2 separate regions of the Macaca mulatta genome follow, and region 1 is linked to region 2. Evidence: chromatin contacts called from public Hi-C data. All regions are on one chromosome and are shown on one strand. The core of a region is the stretch at or near the end of the contact, and the rest is flanking DNA. Distances in the headings are between cores, read along the strand shown. Region 1 holds the start of SART3 (spliceosome associated factor 3, U4/U6 recycling protein). Region 2 holds the start of FICD (FIC domain protein adenylyltransferase).

Region 1 (7,331 bases), core at 3,001-5,500, 44 kb before region 2:
ATGGTTGTTTTTGACCCATTAGACCCGTCAAGAGACAGGCTTGGGGTGAATGCAATTTCATTCTGTCAGATTTGTGAGCAACCTTACCGTCTTTCCTTTCACCCATTCAGTGGCTAATGAGCTGGAGGCAATTGCAGAACCACAGCCAAATGTTTTAAACCTAGCATCCACAATTTTCCCCTTTTCATCCACTTGAATCTAGAAAAGAGACAAGAGTTAAGTGGTGAGTCCTAGGACCACCCTCTGGAACTTGGCACTCACGAAGTTTCATTGGGGCCTTCCCCAAGGGCTTTGGGCTTGCTTTCCATACTAAGTGATGGTATTAATTACTGATTTTGCCTTGTTTCAGAGAGCTCAGTGATGAAAAGTGAAATGCAGGGACAACTATCCAGGCCCAACTGACAAAGATCAGCTGAAAAATATGTTCCTCCACCCCAATATTATTTTGTTTTGCGACTCTGGCTTGCATTTTGGCTATGAACTTCTATTTGAGGCAGTCTGCTCACAGCTGCTGGGGCAATCTGCCTCTTAAACACTGAGAGAGTACACAATAAAGGTCTCTGGTTAATACTTTTTTCTTGGGCAGCAGATTATACTTAGTGGTTTCCTCCTGTTTTGTTTCTGTATTCCAAGATAGGTATGAAGATCTCTGGCAAGCTGCCCACTCACCATGAAGCAGCAGATTGGCGCTACAACAACAGTTTACCCAAAGCACTAGACACTATCTTCATGTTGCTCCCAATCTGGGGACAGGTTTAATTTACTGTGTTTCTTATCTCATTGGGGACTGCTAGCTCACTGGGATTTTCCTTTGATCAGTAAAATTTACAAAACTCTTTCGTTGGCTGAAGTTGGAATTTAAACTTATACAGTGAGTACAAAAATGAGATTACTTTTCTATTTCGGAAAAAGTCGGCATAGTACACTAGCCTAGCAGGAGAGCTACGATTGAGGCCCTGTTCCAATCATGTCTAACATGGACTCATCCCATCTCACAGGAATAAAGATGGAGACCGAGTGAAATGCTGTATGTGCAAGTGCTTTGTAAACTTAAAGGGATTATTGTTATCACTATTAAAGACTAGCCATACCTGTAATTTCATTACGTCACCACATGCTGGAGCCCCCACCAGTCCAGTTCCAACATTTTTAGATGTCTTGTCAAGGGACCCCACGTTTCTAGGATTTTCATAATGATCAACAACCTAAAATGAGAGGGTTAAGATAAATCGTGTTCACTCTCTATTGGTGCTGGTCTCTGGTATGGTGGCAAGCTCCTGGAAGTCAGCATCTTGAACCTGGCAGGCAATCACCAAATTTCACCTGAGTAGAAAGGTCTACACTCATGTCAGTGAGAACCATTTGTGACCCCCAATTCCTTTTGTGTCTCCTCTACAACTACTTCACAGATTAGCGACACCTAGAAGAAAAAAATATCAGTGAAATCATGTCTTAATTCCATAGGGTTTTTACAAAAATACTTGACTTTTACCCACCTACATCACCAGACTTGGGCTCAAACAGCAGTTTTGTTATTTTCAAATAAAAACTATCCTCAAAGGATGATTACTATTTAAAAATTCTAAAAATAACTATGGCCCAGGAAGGGAAAACTTTTAGAAGCCTTAAGGTGACTGTTACACAGAGAACAATGCTATGGAATGTGTACGTTTATGTGTCTTTCAAAATAAAAACAGTGCCATTACCGTATTTCAGAGCCTGTCATCACCCTGGTGCAGCAGCGCACCCTGGCTGCTGAAAGGCTGCTAGTCCAAGTTTCCTCGGGGTGTACCCTCAACGAAACACACCGCCGGGAGGGGGAGGAGTGAAGAAGCCCTTGGAGAAAGGGCAGAGGCCAGATCAGAATCAACATCTATTCGAACTGGCACACAGAAGGCCTTAATGTGGTTACTGGTTAGTAGTAAGCACCCCGATCTTCCAGTCCCCTTTTCCTCCCCATCTAAGGATTTTGACTCCAAGTAAAGGCCCCTATAGGATAGTATCTAACGGAGGGACTTTTTGTGCCACGTTGATTTATTCTGTTTCTAGAGTGGCAGTCTCACGTCTGGGGGACTTTGCGTCACCAGACAGCAAGGGGCTGCAAACTATGCATCTATCCCTCCTTCCCCGCCAAAAAAACCCCCAAAACAAAACAAAAACACTACGCATGTTGGTTACAAGTCTGACTCCCCTATGCACTCCTAAAGCAGTAACAAAAACGGTCTCCTCGTGCTGGGGCCTATGTGCCAGGAACCATGACAGGACTCCATGCACAGTATCCTTTGTAAGAGACAGCTGAGAGTCCTCATTTACACCTGGGGAAACAAGTTCAGAGAGGCGCAGTGACTAGCGCAAGGTCATCTGGCCAGGGCAGCAGCGTGGCTGAAGCCGGAGCCCGCTCCGGGGGTGTGTCTGTCAATGGACTGTAAAAGACAAGTCCCAACAGGACCCTGCCTCCTGGGCTGTTGGCGAATTTAAAGTTGGGACGCACGAAGTCGCGGCCAGCGGCGGGGCCCCCTGGAAGTCGCAGCCCGATAAGCGGTAACTGTTGTTTATCAGTTGCAGTGAGCCTCACTGCGTAGCAAGGGAAAGTGAGTCAGGGGAAAGACGTGGGAGGCGACAGCTAGTCCTGGCTGCGTAGAACCCCGCGGCCGCCGCTCCAGCCCAGGCCTCCCCCGAGTCGGCATTCCGCGTGTCCCCTCGTTTGTCCCTACCTTCTTGTGATAGAGTCGGGCCGGGGCCGATAGCTCCCGGGCGGGCAGGCGGGGGCTCCGGAGCAGCAGAGCCGACGCTGCCCGCCTCAGACGGCCAGCTCCAGCTGCCGCCATCTTGCCGGCTTGCGCCTGCGCCAGTCCAGAGCGATGCCGAGGGGCGGGGCGCGTCTGCGAGTCGGCGCCGAGCTGGGAGCGCGCCTCTCTGGCGTCACCGAGGCTTTGCGCCTGCGCCTTACCGTTCCGTGCAAGCCTCCGCCCTGTGGCCCCGCCTTGACCACGCCTCTCGGGGGCGGGCGGGGTCGGGAGCGGGAAGGTCTGAAGTCGCTAGAGGGCTTGTCCTGGGTGCTGGATTCTGGTTGAGAGAGGATCTCAGGCTTCTGCAGTGTGGGAATGCGGCGCAGAGGACCACTGAGTCCACTTTTCCTAACCCTATTTTGCAGCTAAGGAAGCTGAGATTCAGGGCAGTTTGGTCACTCCGTCCAAGGTCGCTTAGGGCTTAGGTTCAATTAGAATTCGAACTTGGGTAGTCCTGGGTTAGAATCCTGGTTCGGTTCCTTCCTGGCTGTGTGTCCCTAGACAAATGGTACCGGCTTGCTAAGTCTGAATCTTCCCTTTTGTATTAATTCGAGGACAATTCCTTCATCATGAAGCCAGCATCTGTGTCGAGTACCTACTATGTGTCAAGGCACTCTACTAGACCCGGGGATCCAACAGAAAGCAAAACAGACGTAATTCCTGCCTATTAAGCTTGCTAATGAGGGAGCAAGGTAGAGATAGAGACACACTCCAGTACTTGCCTACCTCAACAATGGGAAGCTTAAGAAGGAAACGAACACCATGTCCTGATTGAAAAAAAATGAGTATATGTCTATTTTTCTCTCTAAAACAACAGCAAATTCAATTTATATGTCGGTGCCTAGCAATTAAGAATTTCTAAAGAAATGCGTATTTACTGTTGGTTTGCAGTATGTGAGCTTATAAAACCGGAAAACTCAAGTGTATTTAACGCCTCCTAGGTACCAGATGTTTACATAAAGGGGAAGAATTTCTTTGGGAAATGGATTTTTCTCTTGAATGGTGAAATCGATCCTTCCCCGAGGACCTGCAGTTTTCTTTGCGTTTGAGGTGCAGTTGCTGGGGAGACTAAACCCAAGCGCCAGGTCACGCTAGGCGATAAGTAAGGTATTTTTTCTAAGAATCACTTTGACCTTCTCAAGATGGCGCCAAATTCTTTACTACAGACACCACGCTCGCTCCATGACTTCCTCTATGGCCTCCACTTCCTGCCCAAAGACCCAACTTCTGTCCGAAGTTGTGACGGAACGTATGCCATGATAATGAGTTTTTTCTCTGGTGGGAGTTTTTACAGGGGTATAAAATAAAATGAATTTAGTGTATTTGGAGATTTTCTCGTTATCTAAGGTTCCCAGTTTCCCTTTCAGTGTCAAGAAAACGGGCTTTTGATAAGGCGCGCGCCGCGGGCAGCTTCTGCCTCAGCGGGTCTTTGGCGGCCGCGGGAAGACCCGAGAGTCATTAGAAGCGCAAGATGGCGACTGCGGCCGCAACCTCGGCTTCAGAACCTGAGGCTGAGTCCAAGGCTGGGCCCAAGGCTGACGGAGAGGAGGATGAGGTTAAGGCGGCGAGGACAAGAAGGAAGGTGTTATCGCGGGCTGTGGCCGCTGCGACATACAAGACCGTGGGGCCAGGGTGGGATCAGCAGGAGGAAGGCGTGAGCGAGAGCGATGGGGATGAGTACGCCATGGCTTCCTCCGCGGAGAGCTCCCCCGGGGAGTACGAGTGGGAATATGACGAAGAGGAGGAGAAGAACCAGCTGGAGATTGAGAGACTGGAGGAGCAGGTGGGCCCGGGGGTGGGCAGCGGGCACCTTCCAGTCTTTCAGGTCCTCAGGTCCCCGTGTCCTGGCCCGCCTCCCTAGTCCTCGGCGGCCATAAAGCCGCCAAGGCTGCAAACCCCTTTTTCATGACCGTAGCTCCTGTCATTTGAGTGCTTACTGCGTGCCCGGTGCTTTGCAAATGTTATCCCATTGAATCCTCCTCACCACCCTGTGAAGGAAGCCCTGTTATCTATCCCCATTTTATTGGAGGAAACTGAGGTTCGTGGAGGAAAGTCTCTTGCTCAAGATAATACTTCCTGCAAGTCAGGCCTCGTACTTTGATCCCATTCCAGAACTCCCCCTCGTAGCCACACGTCCAACAGTAGAAATACACTCGTTCACAAGAGACTGTTACTTTGTTGTGTAGGAATGACGGCGGTGATGAAACTTGTGGTAGGAAAAATATTGACCGCGATGGTGATAATAGAAATGGAAAGGTTTGCTGGTTCTGGAGGTTAAGGCCTCAGTTCTAGCTGTTCCACCCTTGTATGTCCTTGTGAGAATTTCTTAATTTCTCTGATCCTCTCGGCTTCCTCATCTGCAGATTGGGAGCAACAATGTCTGCATAATATAATTGTTGTAACAGTATCTATAGTCCAGTGCCTAGCATCTAGTCATAACATGGTCTTTCGTTTGTAACCTTACGAGGTGGTGATATCTACTGTATAATCCAGGATCTCAGCAGGAAATAGGTGGCACATTTAGATTAGGATGATCTGAGAGAAAGTAAGGGTGTGGGTAGGGAAATCAGGAGTGAAGGTTTAGTATCCCATGGCTAGTAACTCCAGAACCTGGTGTCCATCTTTGGGCCTGAAGGGGTGAAGGGAATGATCTGAGTTGTGTAGAGAGGGCACCTGAGACCTGCTGATAACTTTGTTCAAGGGATGCAGCCCCAGTTTCCTGTCAAGGATTGGGGTGGGGGAAGAAATACCTTGACCTCCCTTTCTTCCTTCCACCAAACTTCCCCTGCTGGTGCCTTCTGCTGGGCAGACCCATCTGGAAGCTGAAGAGCCAGAAAACCTGTATATGGGGTCTATACTCGGGGACACAGGGCAGGGAGGAGAGGGTAGGGTGTGTTTGGAGGGGGCAAACAGAAGAGATGGAGCACATTCTCTTTTTTTTTTTTGAGACAAGAGTCTCGCCCCGTCATCCAGGCTGGAGTGCAGTGGCACCATCTCGTCTCACTGCAAACTCTGCCTCCCTGGTTGAAGCGATTCTTCTGCCTCAGCCTTCCCAGTAGCTGGGATCCAGGCATGCCCCATTGCGCCCGGCTAATTTCTGTATTTTTAGTAGAGATGGAGTTTCACCATGTTGGCCGGGCTTCTCTTGAATTCCTGACCTCAGGGGATCCACGCACCTTGGCCTCCCATAGTGCTGGGGTTACAGGCCTGAGCCACTACGCCCGGCCCACATTCTCTTTTTACAGATGAAGAAACAGAGGTTCAGAACAAATGATGAAATGATTTGCTTTAAGTCGTTCATAGTGGGATTTACACTGAAAATGTGGACTAGATGCCACACTGGATGTGAAATCACTCAGGGAATGTGAAGTTGCTAATCTAGGTTACTCATTAAACGTTGCTGAGTGTCAGTTTCCTTATAATACTCCCTCTGGCACTGATATTTTTGTTACATTATGAGATAGTGATGTCATCCATTGGTATAGCTTGTCCCACCCATTACATTTGATTGACAGAGGAACCAGTTGGGGTTGGCAGGTAGTTACCATTTCCACTTTTTATAAATAAGTGTACTGAAGCTAATTTAGTCTTATTCAGCAAGTACAGCGTGACACTGCGTACCAGATTGACTGTGTCCCTGCCCTTGTTGATATCATTTCTTCAGACTGCTAGTCCTGGGCCTTTCGATGAGCCTATTCTGTGACGTGGGGGAAAGAGAGGTTTGGGACCAGAGAGGTTAAGTCCTTGATGAGGGTACACAGCTTGCTAAGGAGCAAGAAAGGGGAGAGCAGAGGTCTCCTGGCCACTAGTACTCTGCAGTTGCCTGTCCTGCCACAAATCACCAAGGGTGGAATGGAGTTTAGAATGTGACCACACAGGATGGGACCTGGCAAGTGATGAATTGAAGACCCTCTGGCCTTATGCTCTCTGTCCTGGGGTCTAGAAATGGACTTTTCCAATTTCTCCAAGCCTCCCACCCACCTCACCTGGTCCCACAGCTGCTGCTTCCTGCCGTAGCTGCTCTTATGGTAGAGCATCATGATGAATCGCTTCCAAATAGGTCTGGGAGAAACTTGGCCTCGCCATATTTGAAAGTTCTGGTTCTCATACCTGAGTGTTTCTGAGAGAGCGTCTCACTCTTGCCCAGGCTGGAGTAGTGGCGTGATCATGGCTCACTGCAGCTGGGACCTCCCAGGCTCAAGTGATCCTCCCAGCTCATCCTTCAAAGTAGCTCGGACTACAGGCATGAGCCCCCACGCCTGGCTAATTAAAATTTATTTTTGTAGAGATGGGTTCTTACTATGTTGCCCAGGTAGATGTTGAATTCCTGAGCTCAAGTCATCCTCCTGCCTCAGTGTCCCAAAGTTCTCAGATCACAGGCACAAGCTACCACACGTGGCCACGATTATATTTTATGGAAGCTGGCAGTTTGCTATGGTATCTGTGTAACAAAAGCAAATATTTTCCATTATTTGTGTTTGTGTGCTGAAACTAAAAGTGGCACTTCATGGTCGCTTCAGCAGATTTGTCAGTGCAGCAGTA
Region 2 (6,871 bases), core at 3,267-5,766:
AATAAATAGCTTGCTTGAATTATAAGTTATTTTAGAGACAAGGTTTCATAACTTAAGTGTTTTCTTGTTTTTTTAAACTAAACATTTGGAGGTAAAGAATGTTTCTCCTTTTGCTTTGGAAAGTGACTAGGTTTCTAGAAATGCTGTTTCTTTTTTTTTCCCCGAACCTCAGGACATCCTTTGTCACTGAGGAAGGATTTCTAGGGTGAGGGCTTCACAGGAAGCGTCTCCTTGAACCCAGAGTGGTTGGGCTGGGCTTCTGGCAGTGCCACCGAGTACTCAGTTGTGGCAAAAAGCAGGGTGTCCAGGGTGGTCTCAGTACACTTGGCGATGAAGCGAATGAAAGGCCTCACATCGCCCTCGTTGGCAGCTTCCAGCACGTGGTAGTACTCAGACCGCTGCTCCTTGCGGATGGTGATGGGCGGGTAGCCCGCCTGCATGAGGATGAGGTTCATGAGCAGGCGGGAGGTCCTCCCGTTGCCGTCAATGAAAGGGTGGATGTAAACGAGTTTATAATGGGCTAAGGCTGCAAACTCCACCGGGTGCAGGTTCATGGCATCCTCAGAGTTGAGCCACTGTACAAACTCCTGCATCTGCTTTTCCACATCCTGCGGATGGGGAGGGATGTGGTGTCCGACCAGGACCTGTGTCGTCCGAAACCTGCCAGCTTCCACGGGGTCCACGTAGCCCAGCACCCGCCTGTGGATCTCCAGCACGTCGCTGATGGTGACGGAGCCGATGCGCGAAACCAGGGTTGTGTTGATGTACTTCATGGCCGCGTGCATGCCGATGACCTCGTTCTGCTCCTCCAGGCTCTTCCCGGGCACGGCGTAGCGGGTCTCCAGGATGTGCCTGATTTCTGAGAGGGTGAGGGTGTTGCCCTCGATGGCCACTGTGTGGTAGATGTGATGGTAGTAGGTCTCCTCCATGACCCTGCGCAGAGCCGAGTTCCCCTTGGGGATGGACATGATCTTCTTCACTTTGCTGTCGATGATGCTGAAATACCTCTGATCGATCTCCTCCACGAGTGGGAGCGTCCGATCACGGCTGACCAGCGCTTTCTCATGGTAGGGCGAGATGGTCAATGCTCTGGTGTACAAATAGTCCGCCTGGATGATGTCCTTGTCTTCTTCTGAGAAGATGCCAAACTCGGTGAGTGCGTCCACGAAGTCCGGATCCATCTTGAGGGCATGCATGAAGAGCTTTTGGGCTTTTTCCCGCTTGCCCTGGCGCTTCATCTCCAGGGCCTGGTTCAGGGCGGCTCTGGCTTCCAACTTACCTGCTGGAAGAGAGCCAAAGAAGCGATGTGAGGGAGAATAGGGGGCAGAGGACATTGAGGGGGGCTGTCACCTGTGCTGGTCTCCACGGAAAACCATGATGACCGGCCTGGGTCCCTGGCCTTGGGGGGCTTCTTCCAGCCACATCGTGTGTACTCTACGTGCCCAGTACCACTGATCCCCCAGCCGTGTGGTGGTATGCCAGTCACTATCCGTGTGTCCCCAGAGCCACACTCTGTATTCAGGGAGGCACCTCCTTGGCTTCCTAGCCTCCTGCCTTTTGGACATAGAAAGTTCTGGGCATTTACTCTGCCTGGACCCTCTGTGCTGGACCTTTCCCATTGGCCACAGCTCCCAATGTAGGCCCTCTCCTACATCTCCAGCTCGTCCTGTGCTGGTGACACACCTTTGGGCCTGCAGGGGCCCAAAGGTGTTAACAACTCCCCACTCTTCCTAGACCCTGGGGGCTTTACCATCGCAGGACTGTTCTTTCACTCTTTTAACCCAGTGGTTTGATTGTGCGCCCCAGGGGACATTTGGTGATGTCTGGAGACCTGGTTAGTTGTCATAATTGGGGTGGTGGTAGGGGTGCTACAGGCATCTCATGGGGAGAGGCCAGGGATGCCACCATCATCTGACAATGCACATTCAGTCCCCACTACAGAGAACTGGTGGAGGTGGGGAGCCTACTCTAGCCATAGCCTTCCTGTCCTGGCCCCTCTCGGCCACCTGAGGATCAGCTCCACACATTCAACTTCCTTTAGTTCCTCGAATGCCCCCAGGCTCTCTTATGACAGTTATGTCAGTTATGACAGCTAACCTCTGGTCTCTGCCTGGAGTCCTTTTCCTTGGATGACTCCTACTTAACAACTGGGTCCCAGCTCAGGTGTCACTTCCTCTAGGGAGCCTTCCTGGTATGCTCCTACAGCCCTTTGTGCTTCCCCATCACCACACTTGTGACACTGTCTCAGTCACGTCACCTTGTCTATACTAGGAGCTCAGGGCTGACTTGTTCACAATACCCCGATGCCCTGCACACAGGACATGGCACACATTCTATGTCTGTCTGCTTAGTTAACAAACATTGAGGAAGACAGCCAGTCTCTTACCTGGAGAGGCCTTGGTCTTGGCCACCAGCAGCGTCACGCCCCTGGAGGTGATGCTGAGCTCCGTGGATGGGCTGCTGCACTTGGCGGCGGCATGCTGCGCCCTGTCCAGTTTGCTCCTGAGCAGGTAGAAGCCTTTGAGCACAGCCAAGCACTGCTCTTCCACAGCCCCCAGGGGCAGCAGCAGGGCCAGCAGGGACCCCAGCACCATGCTCAGCAGCGTCACCCAGAGGAAGCGGCCCCAGACTGAGACCCATTTCGGTTCAGTCACCGCCATCACTGAAGCCATCGGCATGAGCATCATCTGGACTCAGGAGAGGGCCCTTTGCGCATGTCCACAGGCAGCTGAGACACAGCAGGATCTGCAAGGAGCCAAGAGTCACAGGAGAAATAGACACGTTCAGGACACGGCGTGACTTCAGCCAGGAAGATGGGTTTGGAGACTTCCTCTTTTAGCTCACTAGAGAGACGGGGTGGGGGCAAGTCAAGGAGTGGATCTCACTAGAGGAGGGACCAGCCTAGAAGGACTGGTGCCACCTCCTGAGCAGTGTGACTGTGAAAATAACACTGCTGTGGTCCAACAATTATTGAGCACTTGCTGTAATCCAGGCCCTGTGCTAAGCAACAAAGGCCTCCCATGGGTCATAGTCTTCAACTTGAGCTGATGTTTTCATCCCACTCTCCAGGTGAGGGAACTGAGGTTCAGAGAGGTGAAGTCCCTTGCCCAAAGTCTCGCCGGGAGCAAGTGACAGCCTTAGGACCTGGAACTCAGGAACCCCACGGCTCTAACGTGTTCCCCCTTTCCATACATCCCTGTGGCTTCTGACTACAGACACTGGATTTGTGGACATATGTCAAACATTTGGGACACAAATGACTGACAGGCACACATGCAGATCAGCCACAGCACTTCTGACACCCAATCTTTGATAAGCACAACTGTTGGGTGGCCTCATTTATTGCCCTCACCTTGATATTCAGCCACAGCTCCCACAGTGCCCTTCCCCTCTCTGGCCTTCCGTTTCTGGCCTGTCCAGAAGGGACCCCACCAGGAGGAGGAGCAGTTCGAGCATCTCGAAAGGAACTCAGGCTGTGGGCCACAGTGCTTGGCCTCAGTGACAACAGGGCTTGTATGTACTTGGGGCTGGCAGTGGAAGTGGAGGGGGGCCAGGTATGCAAACACTATGCTAACAATAAGCACTTATTAAGCAACTATGGTGTGCTAGGTGCTGAGCTGTGTACTGGCCACACATTGCCTCATTTCACCCTCATGCCACCCTATGAAAGAAGAGCTACCCCTAGCTCTATTTTACAGACAAGGGAAACCAAGGCACAGAGAGCATAAGTTAAATTCCAGAAGGCCCACAAGAGGTAAACAGAGGCATCCGGAAGGAAACACCAGGGCCTCTGAGCCCGGTCCCCGGGTCTCAACTTCTACCTTATTACTAAGCAGGGCCTGTGCACCTGCTCTGGGCTGGTACTGACCCGGGAATGACTGATGGATCGGGGGTTCGGAGTCTTATGTGGAGCCTGGCCCTTTGCCACAGAACATGAGAAATGGCTTGCGATGAGCTTTAACGGGTGCGCCTGGAGTGCTGCGCGGGTCCAGGGGTGGCTTCCCGAGGGGACAGGCTCCTGGACGGGGCGGTACAGGCAAGGGGCAGTTCGCCGGTGCCAGGGGTGTGTGCGGGGAAGGAATGCGTTCCAGGAGGCGCGAATCTCTCCCCCACACTTCCCAAGAAAAGGAGAACTGAGGCCGGGAGAGGAGAGGGGACCGGTCCAAGTCCCCTCCAGGACTGCAGAGCCTCCCCTTCCCGAACCCCGCCCAGAGCTCGCGGCCCCGCCGCACCCTTCCCGGCTCCGTCCTCTCGAGCCCCTCGGGCTTGCCCCCTTCTCACCGCGCGCGGCTGTCAGAACCCCAACCGCCTTCCCCGCGCTCCCAGCTCCGAGGCCGCCGGCTCCCGGGTCCTCCTTCTCCGCCGGCCTCTGGCCCCGCCCTCGGCGACTCGCCATTGAACCGCCCGCAGCCCTCGTCTCGGCGGATTGGCTTTCTCCACTTGTCCTTCCCTCGCATTTCCGGGTTCCCGCGTCCGCCTCGGCTTCCCCGGGAAAGACGCGCCGTGGGCCACTCCCATTGGTTGTCGCTTGCGTTTGTCCCGTTCATGTAGCAGCCAATAAGCAGCGGGAGGGGCGGAGCCTAGGCCACAGACGGGAGGAGCAGGTGCTGGAAACCCGACGCGCGTGGGGATTTGCGGCACGCTAGGTGGCTGGCCCGGAAATTCTAAGTTCCACGGCGGTGCCTTCCTCGGGTCTCCTCGTCCCGGATCCGCTGTCGTGTGCCTCATTTTTCCCTGGCGTGAAATGAAGAAGCAGATGCTTTCCACCCCTTCACCCTGTTAGCCTCCTTGACTGCGCAGCCCCTGTTCTTAGCCTCCACCCCGTGCTGCTGAATTTGCCGCCGCCTTCTAATTTTCTCTTTCCCTCTCTGTGTCTTTTCCTCCCTGACTTAAACAACTTTTGTTTTCTTTTAAAATACAGGATCTCGTTATGTCGCCCAGGCTGGAGTGCAGTGGAGCAATTGCAGCTCACTGCAGCCTCCACCTCCTGGGCTCAAGCAATCCTCCCACCTCAGCCTCCCAAGTAGCTGGGACTACAAGTGCGTGCCACCACGCCCGGCGAGTTTTCTTTTTCTTTTCTTTTCTTTTTTTTTTTTCTTGAGACGGAGTCACTCTGTTGCCCAGGCTGGAGGGAAGTGGCGCGATCTCGGCCCACTGCAACCTCCGCCTCCGGGGTTCAAGCGATCTCCTGCCTCAGTCTCCCGAGTAGCTGGGATTACAGGCGCACATCATCACGCCCGGCTAATTTTTGTATTTTTAGTAGAGACGGAGTTTCACCATGTTGGCCAGGCTGGTCTCGAACTCCTGACCTCAGAAGATTTGCCTGCCTCATCCTCCCAAAGTGCTGGGATTACAGGCGTGAGGCACCGCGCCCGACCTATTTCTGATTTTTTATTTTCTTTAGAGACAGGGTCTGGCTATGTCACCAGGGTTGGTCTCAAACTCTTGACCTCAAGCTCTTCCTCCACCTTGGCTTCCCAAAGCGCTAAGATTACAGGCATGAGCCACCCCCTCGGTCCTCCCTGACTTTTTAATTTGTATCCTCTCCAGAAGGATCTGGCTAGTTCTTTTGGCTTCCCATAGAGAAATTTTTTCCTTGAAGCAGAGAATGGAAACCTCCATCTTAATCCACAAATACTGAAATTAAACATCTAGGGAGGTGCCCCAGAAACACTAAGTATTTAGAAATCAGCAGTTCAGATTCTGGGGAGTCAGAGAGACCTGAGCTCAAATTCAGACTTTGCCATTTACTCTCTGTGTCACCGTGGGCATGTTACTCCTAGCCTCACTTTCCCCACTTGTAAAATGGGGACAAACGGCCTACCTTGCTTTTGGCATCCAGTTCAGGATTTGCAGAAGGCTTGATGCTTCAAGATCTGACCTCCTCTGTGACAGGTACTGCTCTTGGAGGCAGGGCTAGGTGGTGGTTGTGGGTGTCACTGTTAGGAGTCACATAGCCCTGGGTTCAAATCCCAGCTCTGCCACTTGCAAACTGAATCACATTCAGCAAGTGACTTGATCTAGTTGATCATCTGTCTAGGCTTTTCTGTAAACTGCACACAATGTGATATTACCGCTTTACAGGGTTTTATGTGAGGGTGAAATGAGATTCTATACATCTGGCACAGAGCAAACTAGGTATGTATATATGTATGTATGTATGTATGTATCTATCTATCTATCTATCTATCTATCTATCTATCTATCTATCTATCTATCAATCACATATCTATCTTTTTTGAAATAGGATCTCACTCTGTTGCCCAGGCTTGAGTGCAGTGGCGTGATCTTGCTCACTGCAACCTCCATGTCCTGGGTTCAAGTGATCCTCCCATCTCAGCCTCCCTGGTAGCTGGGACTACAGGCACACACAGGCTAATTTTTTTTTTTTTTTTTTTTTTTGAGACAGTCTTGCTCTGTCACCCAGGCTGGAGTGTGATGTGATCTTGGCTCACTGCAATCTCCACCTTCTGGATTCAAGCGATTCTCCTGCCTCAGCCTCCTGAGTAGCAGGGATTACAGGCGTGTGCCACTGCACTCGGCTAATTTTTTTGTATTTTAATAGACACGTGGTTTCGTTATGTTGGCCAGGCTGGTCTTCAACTCCTGACCTCAAGTGATCTGCCTGCCTTGGCCTCCCAAAGTGCTGGAATTACAGGCTTGAGCCACCGTGCCTGACCAGAAGATCCATAGTTTTTAAGGAACAAAATCAGGGTGGTGATTATTTTGGTGGCTTCTCATTTTTAATCTTTTCAACAAAGGTCATGAACATTTTTCTTTTGGAGTCCTCTGAATTGCACTTCCTGATGGCCCAAGTATGTCTTTGTAAAAACCTTCCCCAGAGGAGGGCCTGGTAGGTATGGGTGACTGT

The links. A called contact is a pair of places that touch in the nucleus more often than the background predicts.
Region 1: a Hi-C map of fetal cortex germinal zone shows a contact between it and region 2, with 2.4 times the contacts expected there. The contact joins the promoter of SART3 here to the promoter of FICD in region 2. A contact is called at or near these places in 2 of 14 Hi-C or Micro-C datasets (CD4 T cells and fetal cortex germinal zone).

The regions. Positions count from the first base shown.
Region 1 is chr11:115,686,585-115,693,915 of T2T-MMU8v2.0, reverse strand. SART3 (spliceosome associated factor 3, U4/U6 recycling protein) reads left to right here and starts at 4,250. Exons shown (of 19, transcript NM_001257555.1): 1 at 4,250-4,572. The coding sequence starts at 4,261. It overlaps LOC144333019 (a long non-coding RNA gene), which reads right to left. Exons shown (of 2, transcript XR_013401325.1): 2 at 4,247-5,879. ISCU (iron-sulfur cluster assembly enzyme) reads right to left here and starts at 2,881. Exons shown (of 5, transcript NM_001261474.1): 1 at 2,715-2,881; 2 at 1,092-1,205; 3 at 88-198. The coding sequence starts at 2,828.
Region 2 is chr11:115,643,626-115,650,496 of T2T-MMU8v2.0, reverse strand. FICD (FIC domain protein adenylyltransferase) reads right to left here and starts at 4,516. Exons shown (of 3, transcript XM_001095158.5): 1 at 4,282-4,516; 2 at 2,387-2,745; 3 at 1-1,282. The coding sequence starts at 2,687. The coding sequence ends at 201. The region is part of intron 1 of LOC107001006 (a long non-coding RNA gene); the gene reads left to right.